Regions from separate parts of the Hordeum vulgare genome. Here region 2 is linked to region 1. The links are chromatin contacts, called in public Hi-C maps. All regions are on one chromosome and are shown on one strand. Each heading gives the region's core, a stretch centred on a gene start, on an enhancer-like site or on the middle of the called end of the contact. The rest is flanking DNA. Distances are from core to core; before and after follow the strand shown.

Region 1 (2,794 bases), core at 58-2,557:
GATTAGAAGCCGTTCATCTCTAGCAGGTAGGTGCGGCGCTTGCTGAGCATGGACACGGCCTCCCTGAATGGCCCGTCGAAGGCGCCGGCCACGAACTCGTCCAGCTCCTTGCGTCCGCCGCCGATGCCGCCGGCCTCGCCGACGGGCTTGATCACCACGAGCGTGGCGCCCTGGATCCTCGTCCCGTCCGACAGCTCCAGCATGGGCGCGTAGCGGAGCTTCATGTTGCAGGCCGGCACCTGCGTGCGGTTGGCTGCGGCGGCGGCGGCGAGCGGCTTGTCGGTGAACTCCTTGAGCTGCTGGCGCTCCATGCAGAGCGTGCCCTGGCCGTGCGCGTCCGTGAGCTCCACGCGCTCCAGGGTGGGGTGCTCCTTGACGATCTCGCGGAGGAGGTAGTGCCTGGTGGCCGCTGCGATCAGCGAGCTGATGGTCCAGACGACGCGCAGCTTCAGCCCGCCGTTGGTGTAGAAGGACTCCGGTATGCTCCCATTGTCGTCGTCCCCCTGCCCCTGCCCCTGCGACTGCGGGGCGTCGTGGTCGTCGTGGGCGGTGGCGGAGGGCGCGTGCGAGGCCGAGGCGTGGTCCAGCCTGGTCCCGCCGAGGATGACGCAGCTCTGGAGCGTGGTGCCGAAGACGGCCTTCCACTTGAGCAGGACGCCGTCGTCGGTGCCGACGTCGGAGACGGGGAGCTCCATGCGGAGGTTGCGGATGCTGCTGAAGTTCTTGAGCACCTGCGCGGGCGAGTGGTGCGGCGCGTGCTTGGCGGGCGCGTGGCCGGCGGGCCTGGCGCCGGCGTCGCAGTGGCCGAAGGGCTTGAGCACGGCCAGGAGCACGGTCTTGAGGAGGCCGGAGATGACGCCGCGCTGGCGCGGGCCGGCGGGCGCGTCGTCGGCGGCGATGACGCGGTCGATGCGGAGGCAGGCGTCGTCGACGAGCGGGACGAGCGCGTTGAAGCGGCGCGAGACCGCGGAGCAGCGGCCGAGCGAGCGCGCGTCCGCGAGCTTGTTGAAGATGAGGAGCACGAGCGAGTCCGGCACGCTGTCGAAGTGGTCCTCCCCTTGCGCGAGGAGCAGGTCCTCGGCGAACACCCGGTGCCTCGACTGCATTCTCGACTGGAGGATTCCTCTGCTCCGCTGTGCGCGCTCGAGACAGACGGCAGCAGCAGCTCGCCTCGCGCGGAGGAGGAGGAGCAGCTGAGGTTGCGGGTAGAGGAAGAGGGTGTTGGTGGTGGTGGTGATGGTGAGTAATGGATGGCGAGGGGGAGAGAGTTATAAAGGCGCGCTCGCTCGCTCGCTCCGCTCTGCTCCGCTCTTGTTTTAACTCCATGACTCGCTGTCGGGCACCCCCTAATCCTAATCATACCGTTACGTTAGACGGAGGGAGCAGGACGACCATTTTCCTTTTCTTTACCTCCCCTCTTCCTTCTTCCTCTCGCTGTGCTCCTACTGCCATAATGCAGCAGAGTAGTGCCATTGTTTAGTTTATTAATCAAATCATCATCTTCATCGCCTCTTCTCGACCGTTTCTTAGCAATATAGTCTACTTAACAGTAACTTAGGCAACCTGCAAAATTACCGTCGCACACAGGAATCCGTCGTAAACTCGCCAAAATTCGCCATCGCACACAGGAAAAGATCGTTGGACGCCAGAATCAATCGCCACCGGTTGAAATTGGACGAGCTCGACCTCATCGTGGCCTCCCATGACCTCAACCTGGCCGCTGGAATCCTCCCGGCTCGGCGGGCGCGGCTTGCAACAGAGCAGGGCGTAGCCGGCGGGCGACAGGGCTGGGCGTGGCCGGCTGGAGGAAGGGGCGCAGCCGACGACCGACATGGCTGGCGTGATGATGGGGCACGGCCGACGACCGACAGGGCTGGGCGTGGCCGGCTGGAGGAAGAGGCGCAGCCGACGACCGACATGGCTGGCGTGGTGGTGGGGCGCGGCCGACGACCGACAGGGTTGGGCGTGGCCGACTGGAGGAAGGGGCGGCAGCGGCCGAACTAGAGGAAGAAGCTCCTTATCCCAATTTTACAGTTTGTTTTTAGGTATTTGTTCAGCCGTAGCTAAAATGGACCCTTAAAATGTTTTTTTACCCTTATCCGAGTTTTACAGTTTGCGGTTTTAACGGGTTTGCTGGAGATGCTCTTAGAGCATCGCACACCCCCAAACTCGGCCTAGAGAGAGGCCCAATCGTCCATGAAAATGCTACCCAAACGGGCGTCTTAAACGAACCTCAAATGCCCGGACTAATCGACATCCCTCGTATCGAGTCAGAACACGAGACATATATGGGATGTGTGGGTGCGTCCATCATGTTGGACCCAACAGCCCGACTTCACCGTAAAATGCACCAATTCCACCCCCTTGACCTACCACATCCATTTGCTCTTTTCTCTTTTCTCCTTCCTCCGTGACGTGCGTCTCGCAGCTCCGCCGTCGCACGTGCTTCGCAGCCGCTCTGAGCGTCTGCTCCACCAGCACCGGCGGAAAACTCGTCTCCCTTCCTTGCTGTTGGGGACGCGGCTGTCGACCCGGACGCCACTGCAGTACGTCCGGCAACTCCCGAGCTCCCACTTGCACTTTACGTCTTCAAAACATTGTTTGGCCTAGCTTTTTATGATTTTTGAGGGAAAATGATGAACTCTGATGCTTCATCGGACGAGGAGTATGGACTAATGGAGCTTGATCCAATGATTCAAATTGAGTTCTTCGATTCCTTGGATTCTGGTGAAGAAGTGAATATGATCATGCTCATGAGCATGCAAGAGGAAATGGACCAGCAAGTGAAGCATAT
Region 2 (2,700 bases), core at 45-2,544, 410 kb after region 1:
ATTTCGACCTGAAATTTTACACACACACGGATCACACCCTTGTTTACTTGTATAATTTTTTTAAGATTTTTTGAAACTAAAATTTTCGAATTTTGATTTTTCCAAAAATTTCGGCTTCCATGGAGGACGCGCTCCAAAATGCCATTCTCAGTAAGAGACTCCTATCCTAGTATAACATCATCAACCTGAAAAGACTCAGGCCTCATGTCTCCAAATGGAATTTAATGGACTATCCACGTCACCAATGTAATAATTACCTACAGTTACTAGCACACATTATGTATCTTGCTTCTAACTTTTACTAAAACTTAGATAAGCTCTTCATCACTCCATATTAACGTGCTTTGCTCATAGTAGTACTGCTTCCAACTGTTTCTCTCAGAGGGTGCTTGGATCCAAGAGACTAAAACTAGTCTTTTTAAAAGGCTAAAGTTCCAAGCACCCCTGACTAAAGAGAGGCTAAAACTAGTCTAGAGGCTAAAATCTTTTAGTCAGGGATACCCCTACTAAAATGTGCATTAGTCCTCTCTCTCCTCATTTAACTCCTCATGCAAGTTCTGGATTGGAGGATTTGAAGGATAATAAATGCTCATTAACTTGATTTTAGTCTCTTTAGTACTTAGATCCAAGCATGGGTGAGGCTAGCAAGTTTTAGTCTCATTACTTTTAGTCATGGGACTAAAACGTATCCAAGCACCCTCTCAATTAGTCTAGTCTAGTTACTCGAGCATGGTATGATTTATACAATGTTAAACTCAGGTCATGCGCGTATCTGTCCAGGCACAATATAACCCTCACCTTCCGCGCGAGACGTCGTAGACCTGACCGCGGATGGCGATGAGGATCGACTTGGCGGGATCCTTGCCGTCATACGCCCCGAGCTGCTCGAGCGTGATCTCACCCACCTGCACAGGGTCCGGAAACGGCGGCACGAACGGCTCCGGCTCCGGCTCCGCCTCCGTCACCTGCTCCTGCTGCGGAGGCGGCTTGGGTTGGGCCGCCGGTGCCGAAGCGGCGGCGTCTGGGGCGATGAAGAGGGTGGAGACGATGAGGTAGGTGGCGAGCATCAGAGCCAGCACGGTGAAGGCAGCCGCGGGCGAGAGGCCCGTGTAAGCCTGCACGGCGTCCGCGATCTCCTGCGCTGCCATGGGGGCTCGCTGGAGCTTAGGGTTCGGTGGCTGGGTTTTGGGGGGGACGGGGTTAGGTGCGCAGGGTGGTTCTGCCGCCGGTCACGGATGTTGACTCGGCGACCTGGGAAGAAAGGGGAAAGCCGGCGGAGTCGCAGCGCACGCCGCACGGTCCTTTTTTCCTTCTTTTTCTAGTAGCAAAACAAATGGAGAGAAAAAGTGGGAGTTTTTTTCCCTTATAGGGCTTGGGAACCATAGGCCCGGGAAAAGATAAGCCCGGTAGGGCACGTTGCTGCTGGGCCTGGGAATGGAGACGAAAGGTGGGTTTTTTTTTCTAGGGGAGGTTTTTTTTAAGGGGGGTGAAGGGCGGAAATGCGATTCAGCTTTCGGAAACACGTGCGAAAATGGGAAATGAATTTTGAAATGTTAAAAAAATCACAATAAATTTTTTATGAGTTCTTTTTCACCTGAATTTATTTAGGCAAAAAGGTTAAGCATTTTATCCTGTGTAGGAAAAAAATTAAACATCAATTGTTACCCTAAAATGTCACACCCAAATTTATTTATTTTCACCGATGAAACATCACTGCTCCATTTTGCATGAAAATTGCTAAGCATTCTTGCGAGACTAACACAAACATCTAAAAAAAACAGATTTTTTGAAAAATGTTTACTATTATTTTTTGTGTTACTGTTCATCCGGGTGCAAATGCACCTAGGAGCCAAAACGTCCCTCCCAAATGAAGGATGGTATTCTTCAGTTGCCAAAAGATAGCCCGGGCGGGGCACGTTGCTGCTGGGCCTTGCAAAAAGCCGGCCCTTAAGGACATGCTTATTCCGGATAGGCCCACACAAAATTATTCTACAAAAAGGGATATGTACTCGAAATGTTTTTCCTTTTCCTTTCTGAGAACATGGTTTATAGTACTCCCTCCGTCCGAAAATATTTGTCCTAAAAATTGGATATATTTGATGTATCTATAATTAAGATAAGTCTAGATTCATTCATTCCTAGGACAAGTATTTCCGGGCGGAGGGAGTATTTTTTTGCTGGGTGAAAACGAGTTTATTTTAAAATTACAGGGTTACAATCATGAGACAAGTCCTCCTCACAAAACGAAGGACCCACGTTCAACCATACCGCAGTGCAACACTGGGATATGGTTATAATGTGACAGAAGATATGCGGCCCTATTTTGCTCTCTACCAATTTTACAAGGAACAAACTCCGTAACAACCATGTGAGTTTTAATCTCAGCATCTAAATGACCATATGCTGATCTCGAAAGAGTGTCGCCTTAAAGTACTGCCAAGGCATTCGAAGAATCGGATTGGACGATTACCGGCTTGTGTGAATGCTCGATGGCCAACGCCATACCTTGCATGATAGCGTGAATTTCCTCTTCTAGGGCGTCATCGTAGTGAAAGATGTACCTATGTGCTACAAAGATCACAAAACCATCCTCATTCCGCAGAACCATTCCAGCAAATGTGTGCCCATCATGGCTCAAGAACGAGCCATCAACATAGAGGGCACTCCAACATGCAGGTGGATGAGGCCATGGCAACGCAC

Evidence for each region. Hi-C and Micro-C count contacts between places; a contact is called where the count stands out from the background.
Region 2: a Hi-C map of leaf shows a contact between it and region 1, with 4 times the contacts expected there. The contact joins the promoter of LOC123448775 here to the promoter of LOC123446529 in region 1. A contact is called at or near these places in 6 of 6 Hi-C or Micro-C datasets (leaf, seedling and an unstated tissue) and 1 of 1 datasets of contacts at active chromatin or transcription factors (embryo).

The regions. Positions count from the first base shown.
Region 1 is chr4H:411,432,050-411,434,843 of MorexV3_pseudomolecules_assembly, forward strand. LOC123446529 (F-box protein At5g46170-like) reads right to left here and starts at 1,308. Exons shown (of 1, transcript XM_045123104.1): 1 at 1-1,308. The coding sequence starts at 1,106. The coding sequence ends at 3.
Region 2 is chr4H:411,841,829-411,844,528 of MorexV3_pseudomolecules_assembly, forward strand. It overlaps LOC123448775 (membrane steroid-binding protein 1-like), which reads right to left and starts at 1,295. Exons shown (of 2, transcript XM_045125777.1): 1 at 799-1,295. The coding sequence starts at 1,148.